Regions from separate parts of the Mus musculus genome. Here regions 2, 3, 4, 5, 6 and 7 are each linked to region 1. The links are chromatin contacts, called in public promoter capture Hi-C maps. All regions are on one chromosome and are shown on one strand. Each heading gives the region's core, a stretch centred on a gene start, on an enhancer-like site or on the middle of the called end of the contact. The rest is flanking DNA. Distances are from core to core; before and after follow the strand shown.

The links. Promoter capture Hi-C pulls out the DNA fragments that hold promoters and counts their contacts.
Region 2: a contact with region 1 is called in a promoter capture Hi-C map of embryonic stem cells, with 4 times the contacts expected there. The contact joins the promoter of Tspan3 here to the promoter of Cspg4 in region 1. A contact is called at or near these places in 11 of 39 promoter capture datasets (3T3-L1-derived adipocytes, the C10 cell line, the HPC-7 cell line and 6 more) and 2 of 115 datasets of contacts at active chromatin or transcription factors (astrocytes and embryonic stem cells).
Region 3: a promoter capture Hi-C map of embryonic stem cells shows a contact between it and region 1, with 2.7 times the contacts expected there. The contact joins the promoter of Pstpip1 here to the promoter of Cspg4 in region 1. A contact is called at or near these places in 3 of 39 promoter capture datasets (embryonic stem cells, hippocampal neurons and stem cell-derived epiblast-like cells) and 1 of 115 datasets of contacts at active chromatin or transcription factors (the NIH/3T3 cell line).
Region 4: a promoter capture Hi-C map of stem cell-derived epiblast-like cells shows a contact between it and region 1, with 4 times the contacts expected there. The contact joins the promoter of Cox5a here to the promoter of Cspg4 in region 1. A contact is called at or near these places in 2 of 39 promoter capture datasets (hippocampal neurons and stem cell-derived epiblast-like cells).
Region 5: a promoter capture Hi-C map of hippocampal neurons shows a contact between it and region 1, with 9 times the contacts expected there. The contact joins the promoter of Peak1os here to the promoter of Cspg4 in region 1. A contact is called at or near these places in 7 of 39 promoter capture datasets (the C10 cell line, cranial neural crest, embryonic stem cells and 4 more), 3 of 115 datasets of contacts at active chromatin or transcription factors (embryonic forebrain, embryonic midbrain and forebrain) and 1 of 9 other capture datasets (embryonic stem cells).
Region 6: a promoter capture Hi-C map of hippocampal neurons shows a contact between it and region 1, with 2.8 times the contacts expected there. The contact joins the promoter of Rpp25 here to the promoter of Cspg4 in region 1. A contact is called at or near these places in 2 of 39 promoter capture datasets (3T3-L1-derived adipocytes and hippocampal neurons) and 1 of 115 datasets of contacts at active chromatin or transcription factors (pancreatic cancer cells).
Region 7: a contact with region 1 is called in a promoter capture Hi-C map of stem cell-derived epiblast-like cells, with 6 times the contacts expected there. The contact joins the promoter of Cplx3 here to the promoter of Cspg4 in region 1. A contact is called at or near these places in 5 of 39 promoter capture datasets (embryonic stem cells, hippocampal neurons, liver and 2 more).

Annotation. Positions count from the first base shown.
Region 1 is chr9:56,863,742-56,866,441 of GRCm38.p6, reverse strand. It overlaps Cspg4 (chondroitin sulfate proteoglycan 4), which reads right to left and starts at 1,338. Exons shown (of 10, transcript NM_139001.2): 1 at 1,165-1,338. The coding sequence starts at 1,252.
Region 2 is chr9:56,159,747-56,162,446 of GRCm38.p6, reverse strand. Tspan3 (tetraspanin 3) reads left to right here and starts at 1,377. Exons shown (of 7, transcript NM_019793.3): 1 at 1,377-1,647. The coding sequence starts at 1,585.
Region 3 is chr9:56,088,615-56,091,314 of GRCm38.p6, reverse strand. It overlaps Pstpip1 (proline-serine-threonine phosphatase-interacting protein 1), which reads right to left and starts at 1,339. Exons shown (of 15, transcript NM_011193.3): 1 at 871-1,339. The coding sequence starts at 906.
Region 4 is chr9:57,519,937-57,522,636 of GRCm38.p6, reverse strand. Cox5a (cytochrome c oxidase subunit 5A) reads right to left here and starts at 1,405. Exons shown (of 5, transcript NM_007747.2): 1 at 1,222-1,405. The coding sequence starts at 1,309.
Region 5 is chr9:56,240,005-56,242,704 of GRCm38.p6, reverse strand. Peak1os (a long non-coding RNA gene) reads right to left here and starts at 1,361. Exons shown (of 6, transcript XR_003948326.1): 1 at 1-1,361. Peak1 (pseudopodium-enriched atypical kinase 1) reads left to right here. Exons shown (of 7, transcript NM_172924.3): 5 at 1,361-1,545.
Region 6 is chr9:57,502,794-57,505,493 of GRCm38.p6, reverse strand. Rpp25 (ribonuclease P/MRP 25 subunit) reads right to left here and starts at 1,392. Exons shown (of 1, transcript NM_133982.1): 1 at 47-1,392. The coding sequence starts at 1,257. The coding sequence ends at 658.
Region 7 is chr9:57,605,026-57,607,725 of GRCm38.p6, reverse strand. It overlaps Cplx3 (complexin 3), which reads left to right and starts at 1,445. Exons shown (of 3, transcript NM_146223.3): 1 at 1,445-1,745. The coding sequence starts at 1,582. Lman1l (lectin, mannose-binding 1 like) reads left to right here. Exons shown (of 13, transcript NM_199222.3): 13 at 446-693. The coding sequence ends at 578. It overlaps Gm32392 (a long non-coding RNA gene), which reads right to left and starts at 1,295. Exons shown (of 3, transcript XR_003948333.1): 1 at 1,016-1,295.

The DNA of each region.
Region 1 (2,700 bases), core at 89-2,588:
CTGTTCATCTCCGGGACTGTGAGATTTTAGGAAAGGCAGTCTGAGCAGTGAGGATGAGGAGCCCAGATCTAGCTGGAGTCACCTTAGTGAGGGGTCCTTCCCTGACTCACTTCCCTTCTGGGTGCCTCGTGATAGCCTTCTTTAGAGCTGGTCTCCTCCGTCTGACGGGGAGAAGGGTGTGGTCCGGGCCCCTGGAAGGGAGACTCAAGTTCCTTCTCTGCTTTAAGTTGCTCTTGGAAATGGTCCTGAAAGATGTAGGCTGACTGCCTGATTCATACATTGGTAGTAATGACAGATGGGGCCCCGAGGCCACAGATCTCATGGTCTAACCAGACCTCATCTCCAGGAAAGGAAGAGCGTTGTACTGCTAGGGTTCCTGGGATTGTGACAATTGTGACAGACAAGATGCCCACCAAGGTGCTCTTCACTCAGGCTCTGCTGGTCAGACACCAGAGCTAGAGACAGGGGGTGTGGCCTGGTTTGTCCCAGGGCTATCAGAGAGATATCTGAGGGGTGGCAGCCTTGCCTCTGGGCCCTGGAGAGTGGGTGGTCTTGTCTGTCACCAGCCAGGTCCTCTCAGTGAGGAGAGCAGACACGAGGGAAAGAAGGTATACGGGCCGATGGAGGTAGGGACAGAAGCCAGCTAGCCAGCCCTGGGAACAAAAAGAGAGTATGGAAGCCAGAGGCAGTTAGAGGAGGCCGTGGCAGAGGTGTGCTGGGCACACACAGGGTGGGGCATTGTGCCTCCTCTCCGAGTCTCACTTCACAGCACCCCCACTTCTGGCTCAGAGTATCTGTGGTCAGGATGCACACTTAATGCTGCCTCTGGGTATACTTTGATAGCCACTGTGGTCACTCAAACCTGTATGGCAAAGAGAATGGATAGCATCGAGGTGGCTAAGTGTCCCAGACAACCTGGGTGGGCAGAGCCACACCCTTGGCAATCTGACTCCAGGGGTCCCTTTTCAGAGTCTGACTTTCTAGGGTCAGGAAAACCAGACAATCTTGGATACCCGGAGTTCCCATTAACAGAGATCACAGCTTTCCTTCCAGACCCTCAGCCTGGGGAAGAAGTATAGGCCCTTGGACTCTTGATCAGGGACCATGAGTGCAGTCCCCATATAGATCCTTTAGGCAGGGGCAGGGTCTCAGTCCCTCACTCACCAGGAGCTGTAGATCTGACCAACAAGGCCAAGGTAAGAGCCAAGGCCAGGGCTGGAGCTGACAGCGGGTGTCCCGGGCCGAGAAGCATCGCGGCGGGGCTGGGTGCCTGGACTTGTAAGGCGAAGGAACAGAGCGTGCTGAATCTGGACAGCACCGAGTCGCAAGTCGCAAGTCGCAATTCAAGTCCAAAGTCGAGGGAGCAGGGCTCCTCGCACGGGCTAGGGCGCAAGGGCTGTCCAGTACTTAACTCCGGGGGCGGGGCAGGCGCCAGACCCGCGCTTAGATTTCGGGCGGGGGCTCCCTCTGTCTGCTCCCACCTCCAACTTTCTTAAAGGGGCCGTGCTGGGCTCTTGCTCCTGGTTAGGATTGAAGGACCTTTCCTGCCAAGGCAGACCCATGCCCCATTTTAAGGGTTTGGGACAATGTCTCTTAAGTCTTTAGACCCCCAGAACTCTGTGGACAGGATCTCTTGAGAACGGGAAATAAAAGTGAGAGCTGCCAGCCCTCTTCTGCCCTTGCGGTGATGTAGGGGTTTAGGTGCCTTCAAGGTCACAGGTCCCCGAGGATTCCACTAAAGCAGACCGCTAGGCAGGGCTCTGGGTTTGCCCTTCTCTTTCCACAGACTGTACATTCTCTGCCTGTAAAGACAAGAGGTCTGGATCTTGTGGTGCAGAAGCTCAGCCCTGTGGTAACACATGCTTCAAAACAACCCTGCAAGGTAGGGGCTGAGCACCCTTCCCTTCATTTTGTGGAGGAGGAGCCCAGCTCAGAATCCAAGGTCAAAGGTAGTGCCTGGCCATTTCCTGCCAGGATCCCAGGCCTCCTGACCCCCAAATCTTGGTGTTTTCACTTGCCCCACCACCTCCTGGAAATCTGGCCCTGGATTTAGCTCCTACCTAACAGCTTCAGGCTGGGGCCTTCTCCTCCTGGCTCCTTCCCAGGCAAGAGCCTGCCTAGTCCCAACCAGGAGCTGGAAAAAGCAGAGTTACTGTGGCTTTTCCCCGTGCCTGTGTTTGGCCAGCCCCAGCTGCATTGGGACCTGGCCTGGGTTTTTTCTAGGAGACGCATAGAGGAACACTCCCGTTCCTCTCTTCTTTCACGCATATCCCTCCACTGGGCTCCCTGCTGTGCCCACGTTCCACTGTGCACCCTCTTTCCAATCCTTACCCCTGAGCAGCAACAATCATAGCACAAGTCCAGCGTCTCATGACTTCTGATAGAACCGAGCCCCATTTCGATAGAGAAACTGAGGCTGAGAGGGATTAAAGGGCCTGGGTGAGTTGATCCAGGCGAGGGCAAGCCGAATCATTGAGCCCATGCTCTGTGCTCTTACTACCATGCCTGGTCTGATGTGTTCTTGATCCCAATTCTCCTACTTGACTGGCCTTTAACTACTCCTTTTTTTCCTGTGGTTCAGTTTTTCACTTACAAGTTTGAATTTATAAGCATTAAGTGTTTTAATATGTCTCAAATGCCTACCTTAGGGCCTGGCATACAGTAGGTGTTCAACTCATATCGCCTTTTCTTCTTCCTCTC
Region 2 (2,700 bases), core at 128-2,627, 700 kb after region 1:
CATTGGTGTACCCAGGTTTGTCACTGGGACCTGGGGAGGAGGGGTGGATGTTATTTATATCTCTCCCTGAGAATGGATTTAGCTGCACCTGTCACTCAGTACAGTGTTCTAGGTCTGACCCAACCATCGCGTCTCATGTCTGCTTGCCTCTTTGCTCATGGTATATCTACCCTCTTCTACTGGAATGAAAACCCCACATGGGCAAGCATTGTCTTCTTCCTCATGGTGGAATGCCATCACCTAGAATAGGTGCAGAGTGAGGTCTTGGGAACATGAGTGGGTCTTTGATAACATGGACATTGCTTGATACAGATGAATAGGATGCTGAGGTGCTTGGGTATTTCTGTGAATGCCCAGGGAAGATGATGAACCAGGGAGGCTACAGGAAAAAGAGATGTTTGAGGACAGGTAAAGAGGTCCCGAGTAAGGGAGAGTGCAGGACAGTGGCAGAAGTACTGTGTGTGGCTGAGGTGGCTTCTGCATTAGATCACTCTTCTATGTGTGGCTGCAGGCAAGTTTGGCATCCTTTCTAACCCTTAATTACCCTACCAGTAAAATTAGTCTGACAGTCATCTGAAGCTGGGGGAGGGGTAGTGGCATGAATGAACTAATAGTTAAAAGAAGCTAATATGCATGCAGCCAGCAGAGCGGAGGTCACATTGCCACCAAAGCTGATGACCTGGGACCCACAGGGTGGAAGTAAAGAACTGACTCCCAAAGTTGTCTTCTGACCTTTACTTCTGTGCTGTGGGATGTTTGTGGGTGCACACGCACATGCTCACACAGACACACACACACAGACACACACTCCGTTTTTATTTTTAAGGTGCTAATTGCTACCATTCATTTAAGATTACAGGAAAGAGCGCACATGTCAACATGTATGAAGATGTATCTGTAATTGCAAATCTCAGTCCAAAGAATAGAGCTGAAAGGGTGGCTGCCTTGCCCAACCATCTCTGCTTTGCTAGTGCGCCAGTGTTTTCTCCTTTCCTGATGATTTTTTTTTATCAGAGCTAGCAGAGCTTCTGGCATACTAAATTCTTCATAATCGTGTGTTGATGTCCACCGTATTTCTTCCCAACTTATATGGGGTGCTGCTTAGGTATCATGCAGTCACGAAAATCCTCATGTGAGGTGGGTCTTTCTAGGGAAGAGTAGTTAACAGAACAGAATTCTGTGGTCTTCCAGTCATTTGGTCTTGTAAAAGTAACTCAATAAGACGGGGAACGTGTTTGTCCCACTAGAAATTCCCCAGAAGAGGATTCTACACTCAAGGACGGTCAGAGGCCAGAAGAAAAGGCGCGGAGGCGTCGGCTCCTTTAAGAGGCGAGGCCACCTCGTTCTCCGCGGCGCTGATTGGCAGAAGCGGCCGCAGACGCGGGACTTAGTTGCCTGGGAACGGCCTAGGGGGCCTGCGGCGGGCTGCACGCAGCTGCGAGGTGCTTGCTGGGGCGGCGCGGGGGTCTGCGGGAACGCGGCTCGGGCCCAGCAGTTCTCAGCAGAGCCGCCGGCGCCATTGCCTTCTCGCTCGGTGAGCGCCGCTCCGCTCGCCCAGCCGGGCCTCCGCCGGCCGCCGGCACCATGGGCCAATGCGGCATCACCTCCTCTAAGACCGTGCTGGTCTTCCTCAACCTCATCTTCTGGGTGAGCTGGCGGGGAGACCGGACAGGGGAGGCCTCTGTGCGGCGCGTGGGGACCAGGCGGGCGCGGGAGCCGGCCGAGGGGTCGCCCGGGCCCTGCGGCCTCGGAGCTCTTGGTGAGGTCCTTCCAGGGCCCAGCAGAGGCCAGGACGGTGCCGACCGGAGGTCCCGGGGGGCCTCCGGTCCGCTGGCACGGTGCCAGGGTTACGCGGGTCGCCGCGGCGTGAGCCTGCGGGTCGCTCTGTTCTCAGGGCTGAGTCTGTCGGGACGCCAGGCCCGAAATGGGATACTCCCCTGTGAGTCGGGTCCGCTGTCTTTGTCTGAGTCCTCGCAGAGCCAGCGGCTGTCCCCAGGTCATGTAGCAGCTACGTGGGGACGCCTGTCGAGTCCCGGGCCAGGAATTTCGGCTTAGAGCTCTTTGTATAGAGTTGGTTGGCTGGTAAGCAGCCCAGAAAACGGAAAGGATTCAGCGTGAAACAGCAGAGCATTTCTTTGATCAAGAAAATCGCTGTTGTGGGGATGGGTAGCCTGAGGTTATAAACCCTTTTAAATGTATCAGCTGCCAGGAGATTTTTAAAGCAACCAATTCACTTCTATAAAAGGTTGCTCTTTGGAGGGGCTCGGGAAACCTGGCCCCAGAGAAAGTGCTTATAACCGACCTGTCTTGAGTCAGGTCATTATCTCACCTGGGACTTTTTACTAACCTGTTGTTCTTTGGCCCTCTCCTCCGTCTTGAATCCTTCTGGACTTTGCACCAGGAAAAAAAACTATCAAAAATGTCGTCTATCACATCTTTTTTTGTTTCTTAAAAAAAAAAAAAAGAACAGCTTAATATTAGAACAGTTCAACCTTTTTACTTTGGTACTCTTACTTAAAGTCTGGTAGTGTACTGCAGTATGACCCACACACTACTGTTGGGTGTTTTCTGATAAATTATTAATTATGGGCACACTACTGGTGATTTGGGACCCAACTGACCCTCAGGTTCTCAGGCTGGGATCAAGTTTCCTTTTTCCCAGGTTTGTTATAAACATTTGCCATGGGCAGTTTTCCCTGT
Region 3 (2,700 bases), core at 90-2,589, 780 kb after region 1:
GGTGAGTAAAAGGTCCTGAGAGTCCCCTGTGGTGTTGGAGAGTTATCCTCAGGAGAAAGACATCCCCAGCTTTAACCAAAAGGTCTCAGCCTTGTGTCTCCAAGGGACAGTCAGGGGTGGAGGAGACTAGGGGAAGCTGAGGGAAAAGTGGAAAAGCAGGAGAGCTGGGCAAGCGCTGTGGCCTCTACTGCCCTCCTGGCTAGGTTTCCTCATCTCACCGGCAAAAAGATTTGTTTTACACCTGCCCTGAATTTGAAACAGCAGGCAGGAAGTTGCCTAGCCCAGCTGCCTTGTTCATGAACCTGAGGTATGCAGAGATCAGAGACTGGGTGAAAGAGTTTTAACTCTGGCAAGGCACCAGGGCTTTACTGCATTGGATCACCTTCAGTTGTCAAATATCTGTACTTATCTCCATTATACAGATGTAGAAACTGAGGCCCAGAGAGAAACAGCAACCGACCCAGCCCTTACAAAGCTGAGACCCGAACCAAACTAAAGTTGGTCTGGTGTCTGGGCTGCTGACTTCTCCCTTGTACACTCCTCCCTATGTATCCTCCTCAAATCCTCCATTAGGCTGTCCTGGTGAGCTCTGCCGCTGGGGCAGCATGCCCCTGAGGAGAAACAGCCTGAGGCCATCCCTCTGGCTGTGGGGGTGATGTCTGTGAGAGAAATTCATTATCTTAGCCAGGGCCCCTCTTTTGCCTTTCATGTCAGTAGAGACTGTGGCCCAGGCCACCTCCATGATAATTAAGACCAAAGTCAAGGCACAATTTTTATGGGGAAACTGTACCCCTATGTCAGTCTCCAAGGTGATTCCTGCCTGGCTGGACCTGTTCGGCAAGCTCACCGCCCCCAGTCGACTCCACTCACCCAGAAGGCATCTCGGAACTGCAGCTGGGCCATCATCCTCCAAGGGCGTCTGTTGTGTCAAATGCTAGCACTCCTGCTTCAAGCAGGGCTGAACATGGGCCAGGAGCCAGGAGCACGTCCCAGTCCCAGCGCGGCTAGCCCAGGCCCTCCCTCCCACTCCCAGCCGGCGCCGTCTGAAACGCTCAGAAGGCAGCCACAAGCCAGAGGCAACTGCCGGAGGAGGAAAAAGGCTCAACCTGTTTTGTTTGGGGCTAGAATCAGCAGCGAAATGAGGAAGGAGCCCTGCCCAGTGATGGAAGGGTGGGCCACGATTTCCAGCCTAGGCTCTCGCCAGCCCCACTGATGGAGGAGGACGCAGGCTGAGGCCCAGGGCAGGCAGCCCAGGTGGCAGGCAGAGGCTGGGAGAGAGGAAGGATGTGCACAGGCCAGGCAGGCAGGCAGGCAGCCTGAGGCCGGCACAGGAAGGTTTGTGCAACCTCCCCCAGGGCAGGCGCAGGGCTCTAACCCACAGGAAGTTGAGCTGCTGAGTTTCTCCTGCACAGCCCCAGCCCCGCCTGCCACCTGCCACCCTGCTGCCTGCTCAAGTCCTGGCCCAGTTTAGCTTTAGAACTAACAAGTTAGGAATCTCATGACTGTTACTCTCGCCGGCCCCAAGAGGTTAGGTTCTTAGGGTCTCACCCCGGAAAAGGACGTCCACCATTCATTCCAACTTTAGCAGTTCATGCCCTAGACTAGGTCCTACCCTCAAGTTGCTCACAGCACGGGGCGGACTCAATTGCGGTCCTGGTCCCGGGGCTATGAGAGTGGAGACTTGTTTTGAGAAGGTAACTAGCTAAGGGACCTCAGTGTGATGAGGCACGGGTCCTTGACCCCGTGCAAATCTTCACCCATTCCATCTTCAGTTCATAACTGTGATAGAGGGAGACAGGAGTCTGGAGACTCAGGCTCAGCTTTTGTTTAGTTTGGATTCTGCCCTTCACTAGTGGACGGACCTTGATTGACCTAACTCAGAGCCTCAGCCTCCCCATCTGTCACTTCCAGTCTCTGGGAAAGTGTTTCGTATCAAGAATGCCTCTGGAATTTCTCTTTGTAGGGCAAGCAGGTCCTGGGGAACCCTTTCCAGACAGGGTTTGCCCACTCAGCAGAAGAGGCCTCTGGAGTCCTGAGCCCGGGGTGGGCTGGTGAAAAGAATGAGTCAGAGACTGTCCACAAATCACCACCCTTACCGAGGCTTACCTTAGGACCAACTGGGTTGATCAGACAGCTGAGTTCCCAAGTGTGGGTTACACGTGCCAGGGCTTAAAGAGAGGCACACCCAGGCTTCCCTAAACACCCCCAAGAAGAAGCACAGCAGGCCTGCTGCTGGAAGCCCTTCTCTCTAGAATCCCGGGGCTTGAGCTAATGAGCATCTTTTAAAAAGAGATTCATTTCTAATTTTTATTTGCGTGATATGTGTGTGTGCTAGGTATGTACAGATGCCTGTAGAGGCTAGAGGAGGGCATCCAATCCTTTGGAGCTGCCTAATGTAGGTGCTAGGAATCGAACTCTGATCCTTTAGAAGAACACCAGTCACTCATAACCACGTGGTGTAAGTTACCTTAACCCTACAGGCCCTCTGCTGAAGCTACTTTTATTGTTACAGATTGGCCAACTCAACATCTCCATCTGTAAAATGGGATGAAACCTTGAAATCAGAAAGCAGACCAGAGTCCTTTGTTACCAGGAGCCTTGTTTTAACTGACAGGAAAAGCCCAAGCTGGGGTCCCTGCTGACCTCTCCAGGAATCTCTTCCCTTCAGTCTGCTGGGTGAGTCCAGCCCCCACCCCACCC
Region 4 (2,700 bases), core at 156-2,655, 660 kb before region 1:
AACACTAATGTATCTCAGACCAGGATCCAAGCACACAACTACTGTGATTAAAGTATAATGCCTGTGCCGGGTGTGGTGGCTCCCAAGGTTAATCCCTGCACTTAGGAGGCAAGAGGAATGCAATAAGTTCCTCGATAGCCCTTTTAGTACCATTCTGAGTTCTAGTCTAGTCTGGGCTATAGAGGCCCTGTTTCTAAAATAAAATACTCCTATTTATTTTAGGCCGATGCCGGCCTGGTTTACAAAGAGTTCCAGGACAGCCAGGCTACACAGCTGACACATACCACAACCAAACAAAACCAAAAGTAAGATAGATGTACCGTGCTAAGTGGAGAGGGTCTGAGAACACACCAAGTGGCAGAGCAATTATCTAGCAATGCAGGGCCCTTGGTTCCCCCTCAGCAATGGGGGTGGACAGTGATGGGACACAAAATCTCCTGATCACACAGAAGGGGAAACAAGCAACCAAACATAATACTTCATAAGTCAGCACTGAAGCTTCTCATTTTAAACGGGTGGAGGGGAATCCACGAAGCTTTCCCATGTTTGTACACCCAGTATTCCTCAGTATTTGGTACCCAATCTTGTAAACGTTATCATTCTTTCCATTAATATTTGTCAATGTTCAGGCTCTCTTACAAGCCGCAAGAAACCACACTTTAAATTATCTATTTGAAACGCAGGGCTAAAATGTGGCTCAACAGTCCTCAAACGTGGCCGTACCCAGTTATGAAGGTGACACAAAAATGCCAGCAGAGAATTGCCTGATCAGGGCTAAAAGGGTATTGTGTCCCACTGGGGAATCAAATTGTGTTCTAGGAAACGCAGAGGCGGGCGGCGCGCCCGGAGGCTCAATGTCACCTTCGCCAAGATGCCGCAGGCCGGCGGGGGCCACTCCCGGTCAGGTGGCTGCGGGGTCAGCGCAGGGAACGGTCACGGCCCAGAGACTGAAAGGAAGTGCTGAGCTCGTCCTCGGCGACCCCGGCAAGTCCACACACCTGACTGGCCGCGGGTTCGGCATCAGGAAGTGGCGGGGAGGGAGGCCCGGAGGAGTCTCCTACACGACTCCAGACGGCCGCGGACGCACTGCGGTCACCGGGCTCCAATGCCGGCTCGCAGGGCAAAGGCTAGGCCGCCAGGGAGCCTGCCCTCGAGTGGCGGCGGGAGCCCAGGTCACAGCAAGGACACGCGAGCGAGGGCTGTGGCGGGCGCGGACCTTACCGGCGGCGGGGCTGGGAGCCGAGGCGGGGTGCAGGAGGCCTCGGGCAGCCGCGGCTGCGGTACAGCGACGGAGGGCAGCGGCGAGCATGACGGCGACCACAGCGCACTGGCTGAGGCTGACGAGAAGCCGGTGTGAGCTCGCGGGCGGTACAGCAGTTCGCGGGGGCCGGACTCACGCAGCGACGCACGCTGGGCGGAGCATAAGGCCGGCCCACTGCGGAGCTCGCGCCTACGGAAGCGGGTGGGGCGCCATGCGGTCGCCGGCGGCTACGGCGGCCGTGGAGGACAAACCACGTCGGCGCCGCGCCAAAGCTGGTCCGATGACCCGGGTGACCGTAGTGAACATTCCTGCGTGGGAGGAAAGGCAGGGTGAGCAATGGACAATGTGGATTTGGAATCGCCAACAGAGGAGACTATCACAATTTGGAATTGTAGCGATAATAACGGCAAACTATAATAAGAATAACCGCTTTGCCCCCGCGCGTTGGTGTATGCTATAATTCTAGCCCTCTACAGGCTAAGTATTAGGAATTTCAGGCTCTCTTATGCAACCTGAGTCTCAGAAAAAAAAAAAATCATACTGGGAGTAGTGACTCAAGACAATAATCAACATTTTGGAGGCAGGGGGAAAGGGGATTCAAGGACAGCCTGGGTCACATGATCCTCCCCCACCCACTAAAGCCCAATTATTTACTTTTACCCATTAGGAAACCGACTCAAAAATTACGTTGTTTAGGGTCTAGGAAGATAGACGGTTTAGTGGATAAAGTGCTTTCTGTGGCTCAGTAGTTAATAGTTTATTAACTTTCTGCGCTCTCAGAGGACTCACGTTTACTTCACATCAGGTGGCTCCCAACTGTCTGTAACTCCCGCTCCAAGGGAATCTGACACCCTCTTCTGGACATCACAAGTACCCACATTGTGCTGTGCTATATACTCACACACATACATGTAAATAAACTTTACAAATGAAATGAAGGCACGGATGAATAAGTAAACGAAAAATGAAAAAAATGTACCTTGATTAAACGAGTATGAATCCATGAATTGGCTTTCCTAATCTTGACTTCTCTGAGCCAATTATGGGACATATGTTAGTTATCTTAATTTTATTTTTGGTTATAAGGTGTGGTAGTTATTGAATAAGAATGGCTCCCATAGTCTCATATATTTGAATGCTTGGTCATCAGAGAGTGGCACTATTTGAGAGGGATTAGAAGGTGTGGCCTTGTTGGAAGAAGTGTGTCATTGGGGGTGGGCTTTGGGGTTTCAAAAGCCCATGCAAGGTTCAGAGTCTCTCTCTTCCTGCTACCTTCAAATGTAGAACTCTCAGCTACTTCTCCAGTACCATTCCTGCCGTGCTTTCTGCCTGGATGATAATGGACACTGATCTCTAAAACTGTAAGCCAGCCCCAGTTAAATGCTTACTTTTATAAGAGTTGCTGTGGTCTCTTCACAGCAATAGAACACTAAGGTTTC
Region 5 (2,700 bases), core at 112-2,611, 620 kb after region 1:
ACATCGTAAGGGCATGATAACAAGGAGCTTGGCCCCTCACCTCCATACAGCCAAAGTGAAGTGACACTTCCAAGCCACTGCGGGAGGCAGAGGGGCACACTACTGAGCAGTTATACACATACTGAAGGAAAAAGTAAGTTCTCTTTGCTGGGTGAAAGTTAATGTAAACTACTTCTAGTTTCAAGGCAGCACGTTTTGTGTAACTAAAATGGCCTTTCTTCTTTGAGAGGAAAGAGTGTGAAAGCTTCAGCGTTCTACCTCCACAGTCAGATGTAGTGGGTTCCTAGAAGGACATCCGGTCTAGGCCATCCGTGAGGCATAGGTTCAGGGAGAGAACCTGCTTCAAAAGAGCAGGAGCAGTCATTGAGAACTGTTGGTGTCATCCTCTGTCCTGAAGACAGACATCCATGAATGGACCCCAACCCCGCCCCACCCCCCAAAAAGTTTCTTATCCTCGTTTCTCTTTGTCCAGAAGGAAATCAGAAAGAATATGGTGGGATTTGATGGTCTCAGAACACTTCTTGAATATATTTCATTGGCCAGCAACTTGCGATTGGCCAACTTGGCCATCTTATTCTCCAGCAGTTAGTGACCATTTGATCATCTTGTACTTCATAACCATAGAGTTGACAGTTTTCATCGGGAGTGGGGAGACTGGGAAGAGAAAGCTAAAAGTAAGTGAGCTGGCAGTGGCAGAAAAAAGAAAGCTTGACCTTTAACTGCCTCGTGACCAGCAGGATGCTCCAGACTCGTTTTCCTCGAGGAGAGTCAGCTAAAGAGTTAAGCTTTCTTTTCCATTTCCCTTCCTCCTGTACCATGTAGATGAGAACTGACCCTTCTGTCTACCTGGCATTAACTTATCCTTTCATCACATAATATAATCACAATTTTACTCCTAGTTCTTTCTAAATACCTCAGTAAATATTTTAACATGTAGCACATACTATGTGCTAAGTAAAGCAACGTGTGGTACTTACTATAGTAGTAGAGTACTATTAGGGAATATAGTAAATACCGTAAATACAGCAACTGATTTACAAAAGTCTTGAGTCTTTCCCTTTAATCAGTTAAGCATTCATTCGATTTTATTGTTACCTATTCTTCCTTTAAAAAAGAAAAACAAGCAAACATGTAGGTTTAATGACCAGGTATGAAGGTCTCAGATCCTTTCTAGTTAGCTCTGACTATCCTGGAACTTACTATATAAACCAAGCTGGCCTGGAACTCACCAAGCTATACACCTGCATCTGCCTCCCAAGTGCTGGGATTAAAGACCTGTGCCACCACACCCTGCTCTATAAATCTAAATGTTAATAGAACTTTTGAATACAAATTTGATGGACTGTCTTATTTGTTTCAGTCGTGTGACCCATGAAGTGGCAGGAGAACTTTCTCCTCGGGATCCAAGAACTCCTGCTGGGAAGCAAGATGGCACTTCAGTCACACCAACACTGCCTCCACCTGACCTGGAAAGGGAAGAAGAAAAAGATGACACTTTGGATCCTACTGACGTGAGTCCCTGCAGTGCAACCTACAGCAACCTAGGTAAGTACAAAGGTTATATAGATAGTACCTAAGCCGCGTCTTTATGTACAGTAACACCATTAGAGTTATAAATCTACATTTGTTTCAAAACATAACATTCAGGTTTTACTAGGCTTTTTTTGGGTTTTTTTGTTTGTTTGTTTGTTTGTTTGTTTTTTGTTTTTTTGGTTTTTTGAGACAGGGTTTCTCTGTGTAGCCCTGGCTGTCCTGGAACTCACTTTGTAGACCAGGCTGGCCTTGAACTCAGAAATCTGCCTGCCTCTGCCTCCTGAGTGCTGGGATTAAAGGTATACACCACCACGCCCGGTCCTAGGCTTATTTTAAATGCCTGCCCCATGAGCCCTGTGCCTTGTGCTGATGTAGACCTTGCCTTGAAGGATTCAACCTGAAGAGAAGAAGGGAGCGTGTATTCAGTATAATGTGATAAATACAATTGCGGAAACACACATGGAATATTTCCATGTTACACAAAGAAGAATGTCAAAAGAAGCCTTCCCGGAAATCATTCCTGAGCTGATTTAACTCACTGTCAAAGAGAAGAAAGAATGTTCCAGACAGAGGCAACAAGTGAACAAGAAGATGGAGATACAGAATAGCTTGGTGCCACAGCCATTGAGGTTGCTGCAATGTGGAGCATTAGATAAGATGTATTTCAGGTTAAAATCTTAGACCTTTTGTTATTTGTGATAGTGACCCATAAAAGGGCTTCGAGAAGACAGAATGACATGAATCAGAATGGGTTCACATAGGCTGTGGTGTTTGGTAGCAGGTACTGCAGGACTACATGACAGGATGAGGGGGACCTCAGTCAAGGTAGGGAGAAAGAACAGTGGACAAACTGAAGGAGTATTTCAGGGCAAAATATACACAGGATTGAATAATGTGAAGGGTGGGATTTCTGACCTGTATCAGCAGACTCGTAGTATGAGTCTTATGGTTGGAGGTGTTTGAGCAGGGGCTGACAGCCTGTGTCACAGACCTGTGATAGTGAGAACATGCAAAGAGACTAAACAGGATTGTTTCAGAAGTGTCTGCAGAGCTTCCTCAGGTCTCTACTTTCTTCACTGCAATTCCCAGTGACTTCTGGGTGATCTCCCTCCCTCGAGTATCACAGTTTCTTTCCTTCTGAAAAGGAAAACCTGGAATAGCATAAGG
Region 6 (2,700 bases), core at 143-2,642, 640 kb before region 1:
GAGTGGGTAAGGAAAAAGAAAAAAAGAACAAAACTGAAGACAGAGCCATTTTCACGTTTGTTTTATTGGAAGCAAGACTCCAGCAGGACTCGGGGAGGAAGCATGGCAGATTTTGTCCTAAGTCCCCTCTCAGCCATCATGCAAGGCGGGTGGGGGAGGGATGCTAAAAGGGAATTGCTAGGGTGTGTGTGTGTGTGGGGGTGCAGAATAGGGTCCGGACATTTTCAACTTGGCCATCCTCAAGTAATCAGCTCCGTAGCTCCCGCTCTCAGTTAACAGCAAAGATGATTTTTAAAGCCTCAACTGTCAGCATCCATGCATACTGGGTGCTTTTAACGTCTGGGTCCCCAAGAAAGCTCAAGAGTCCCACTACCCACCATGCTTCCCTAAAAAAGACGGCCTAGCAAAGGTGTGGGTGGTGTTCTGTGGCTTCTGGTAACATGTCCCACAAAGTTTCCTTGGACTTCAAGGATCCTCTCTTCTCATTCCTGAGCTCTCTCCTGTCGCCTTGGGATCCGCGCTGTCATTCTGAGGACCGGTGTCCAGGAACATGGGCCCCTTAAAACCCAGGTATGAAAGGTGCGTGTGTTGAAAGGTATGCAGGAGTGTTGAAGATATATGATTCAGTCGGTCTGGGTGGCTCAGAGGCGAGAATTCTCAGGCGGTCCTGTCCTCATTCTCAGCCTCTGGCTCAGGCTGAGACCGCTTAGCGGTGCCTTCTTCAGCAGCAGATTCCCCCAGGCTCCTCTTGGACGTCGACACCGTAGGAGGGGACGAAGGACCAGGACTGAGGTTCGGAGGCTGGTAGCCAAGTTGTCGTGGATCCAGTGCGTCCTTTGAAAGTAGGATGGCGAGGCTCGGTACATTCTTAAGTACACTGAGACTGGCGGCCGGATCGCTGGGCGTCTGACCCGGTGTGGGCCCAGGCGGGAGGCTCTGCCACACCTCGCGCACGCTCCGGTAGCGCAGCCGCGTGACCTGGTGTAAGCCCGCCAGGCGGCGCTTGAGAATCTCGGCGCACGTGACGGTCTTGGTGGTGGCCCGGCCGCAGCCACTGAAGACGATGGCGCGCGTGGCTGGCTGCGCCATGCTGGCGGTGGCGAAGGCCAGTAGGTTGCGGATCTTGCTGCCCTCCTTGACCCGCATGTGTACAGCACCGGGTGCCAGATCTGCAAAAGGGCCAGAGTTCGGGCTGCCACCCTCATCACCGTCCCCCGCCGGCGCCTCCTCCGAGCGCACCTTACGGAAGTTCTCCATGCGCCGTCGTCGCTGGGATCGCAGGTTTTGCCATGGGGCCGCCTCAAGCCCGGGGCTGCATGGCCGCGGGTCGTGCCGGGCGAGAGCTGGCAGGGATTGGGGTGCCGGCGCCGAGTGAAGGTTGGAGGGTGGGCTGGGAACGTGCAGTCTTCAGCCCAGACTTCTACAGGGTAGTGATGTTCTACTCTGCGCCCTCGGCACCTTGTGCTCCGCGCCTTTAGCAGAAGCTCCGCCTGGGAGCCAGATAGGACCCGCCCCTTCGCCCAGGACCCGCCCCAACTCTGCGTGACTTGTCCCAGTCCCTCCAGCCTTTGGGATCCAGCGCTGGAGCTCAGCGGCTGGGGTCACAGAGCCACGGGTGATTTGGGAGGTGAAGTTCTCCGAAGTCACCATCTGTTCTCCCTGAACCAGACCTTATGCAGGAACAACCTAAATAAATACTATGCTTAAGGTTCAAATGCCGACTCAAGCCTGGTCCCTGAGCCCTGCGGGGTTCCAGCGCAAGGGCATCCCTAGACCCCTCCTAGGTAAGAGATCTCCAAACCACCTTTTGGGGCTTCGCTACTCCACCCCTCCAGGGACCTCCCTCCCGTTCTCTTACTATATTTTTGCGTCAAGGGCAGCCAGTGCATGGTCAGCAGAGAGTGGGAGGCGTTGGCTGCGGCTGCACGCAGCGCCTTCCCTGGGCTGGGACCGCTACGTCGTGGCCTGGTCCTTGCGTAGCTGCTTAGAGAGACACTAAGCTTTGCTCCTCCTGATCATACCTCCAGGCTCCCGGCACCTATGCACCTCTGAAATGCAGGAAGTGATGCGTTGGGCCAGCCTAAAGTGAATGGGGAACAGGAGACCATTTCTTCCAAGGCGTTAAATTCTTATATTCATGCCTGAAAGTCCTTTACTGGAGCTGCATACATGTTTATGAGCGTGGCTCAGCCCGAGCTAACGCCGGATTCCTGACTTCCAATTCCAGGTGGAATTCCTTGCCAGTCAGCCTTGGCCTCTAGAAATCCAGAGGGTTGTTTTTGTTAAAAGGAGACTGAGAGAAGACAGGTTTTAAGAGGTGGGAGGCAGGGTGGAGTGCCTTGGCGGAATGTGTGTGTGTGGGGGCGGGTACTTGCAAACTCTGGGAACTCCACTGAATCTGAGCAGAGGCTCGGGCTCTGCTGCGAGGTGAGGTGGGCAGTAGAAAGATGAGGTCTGATCAAAGCAAGACTGTTTAATAAGGAGTGACCCTGGCCTGGGGCCACGCCCTCAATATTCAATCCCGTTTCCATGGAAAGGCAGGGAGGGAATCAGACAGACGTGGGAAGCACCGGGAAGGAAGACGCACTGAGGACTGTAAGGAACGGTGTTCTCAAAGTATCAGCAAGATGGTGTTTGGATGAGCACAGCATCAGTCTAGGGGGAGAGCTGCCCGGCCCTCCTCTTCCTCTTTGCTATCTG
Region 7 (2,700 bases), core at 196-2,695, 740 kb before region 1:
GCATTAAACAAAACAAAACAAAACAACATCTTTAGGGGGGAAAAAGACAGTCATTGAGTACTGTTTAAGTAAAGGGCAGGGCCAATTTGCAAGATTGGGCAAGGAATCTCGATGCTCTGGATTAGAAATAAATGTCTCTAATCTCAACTCTTGGAAGGCTGAGGTAGAGGGATGCCGAAATCTGGACCAACCTGGGCTGGCTACACAATGAGATCTTGTCAAAAACAAAAACCAAAGAAGAAAACCTATACCTAGAAGTGCAACTCTGGCACTAAACCACCCAGGTAGACTTCAAATGCCGGGGTGAAATGGGGACTTCATGGGACATCAAGGGAGACACAGAAGGTCCCAGAATGTGGCAGCCTGTCATACACTGAGTCTTGTGAGACAAGTGTGAATACTTGGTCTCAGAAGGGAGACTCAAGTAACCTTTTCTCTCTCACAGCAGGCAGGAGCTGGACAAGAGGCTTCAGGAGTACCTGTCCACAGGAAGCCTTTCTCTAGAGCCTGCATTACCCATCACCAGGACGATAGGGGTTCTGAGGAGACAGCCCATCTCCCCCAGCATGCAAGCCTGACCCAGCTCAAAGCCATGTCTTACTGGGGAAAAAAAATGGGGGATAGAGGATTTAGCCAGTGCCCACATCTCAGTTTTTGGCAAGTCCATCATATTAAAGGTGATTTTCCTCTTGCTGTTTTGATAGCCTCATTTATCTCCCAGCCTCACATAGCCTCTGATAGCTTCTACCTTCTCTGTGTGGGCATCAGGAAAGCAAACAGGCAAGCAGGCAAGGAGGCCAAGAGCCAGATACCCCCACACCCTTTCCCTCTGAACTACTGAAGCAAAGGGAGATAACTGTGCAAAATTCTGTCCCTAAACTCACCAAGGACAAGGACAAGTCCCTGTGTTTCCTTCTGGCTCATCTTTTCAGTGCCCTCAAACAATACTCCCCTTCCCTGAGGCTCTAGGGACAGCAGGGCAGACACGTGACAAAGGAACTGAGCACAAACTCACCGAACCATATAACTGGGATTCCTGCTTGCGCTTCTGAGGTCTCCCCCACTTCCTGGCCTTGAGCACTTTGAGGTAGATGCTAGGGTCAGTAGAGTGGAGGTGGGGGGAGGAGGAGGATGGAATGGTACATAAGGGTGGGGGTGTTTGCCCCTTGCTGCTACCGGGCACTCCAAGATGAAGTCCTGGTTCTCGATGACCCAGGAGAAGAGGTCATTGGAGGGTAGGAAGCAGGAACCAAGGCACACTTCAGCGCAGCCCCTTCTCCCAGGGCAGGGACCCCGCCACCACAAGCCCTAATCAGCTGTCAGCAGTAGCCAGCAGTGCTTTGCTGGCGCTAAAGAAGGCACGTGGGAAAGGCGGGAGTGAGGAGCAGGCACGTGGTTCAGGCTTCTCAGCCCCGTGCATGCCCCCCCGCACCCTCCCCCCTCTGTGAGGAGGGTTTTGGGAAGGTAGGGACCAGTGCTCAAAGCGTGGGGCGCGAGCTCGCAACCGGAGCTGTCCCCGGGACTTAGTGCTGAAGTAGGCGCTGACGAACCAGGCGCCTGGTGCGGTGGTCAGAAAAGACCATGGCGTTCATGGTGAAGTCCATGGTGGGTGGCCAACTGAAGAACCTCACAGGGAGCCTGGGGGGCGGCGAGGACAAGGGGGACGGAGACAAGTCTGCAGCCGAAGCACAGGGCATGAGCCGAGAAGAGTACGAGGAGTATCAGAAGCAACTGGTGGAGGAGAAGTAAGTGGAATTTCTTCTTCGCTCATGTGACCCTCACTCAAATACCCTCACGCTGCTACACCCACCTCTCAGAGATCCCCTCTACTTCTCCTAAATATAGTAAGAGAGCAAGAGGTGCTCTCTGAGCTGATTTTATAGCCATCCCGTTTCAAATCCAGGACCCTGTTCCAGCTTCATCCTCTGGCTTAGAGGGGGTTGGGGAAAGGGTGAAGAGTGTGGCAGGGGTAGGGGTGCGGTGGGGGAGGGTGCACGTGCATCTCTGATGAAATAGGTAATCCCTTAATCCGATCTGGTCTTAACCGCATGTATTCCAACTGGGGCTCCTCTGAGCCTGAGGCTGTAAGAAAAGTACTTTTCATCTGGCAGGGCTCAGCGTCATGGGGACAGATCCACGATGGGGGTATTCAGAGATACTGAGCCTACTCTATGCAAGAGTTCTAGGGCAGAGTGGAGATAGAGAGAGCGACGGTCTGAACATTGCGGGGAGGTTGCTTGGTTCTGATCCTCACTTTGCTTATTAGCTGAGTAACTTTAGAAAAGTCATTTAACATTTCTGTGATTTCCTTTCTCCTTCTGGAAAATTGGAAGTGGTAATCACAATACGTGCTCTATACGTCTGTGAGGACTGAATGACTTAATGCATGTTAACCCTTTAGTATAGCGCCTGGCACGTGGCAAATCTTCATGACATGTCAGCTATTGTCACTCAACTTAGTACCGGTTGTTTTATGAGTTGCAAGTTTTCTCACTTTACAGAAGTGGAAGGAATGTGGCATACCAAAAATAGCAGGTTAGGATCAAGTCCAGACTGTCCCACACACACCCCTGCACACATAACCCCACCGCCCCTTCCACACAGCCTGTCAGAGAAGCAAAGAGAGACTTGAGTCAGAGATTGCGAAGGATCTTCAGAGAGAGACTCAGACAGAACAAGACTCCCTCCCACTCAGCTCTC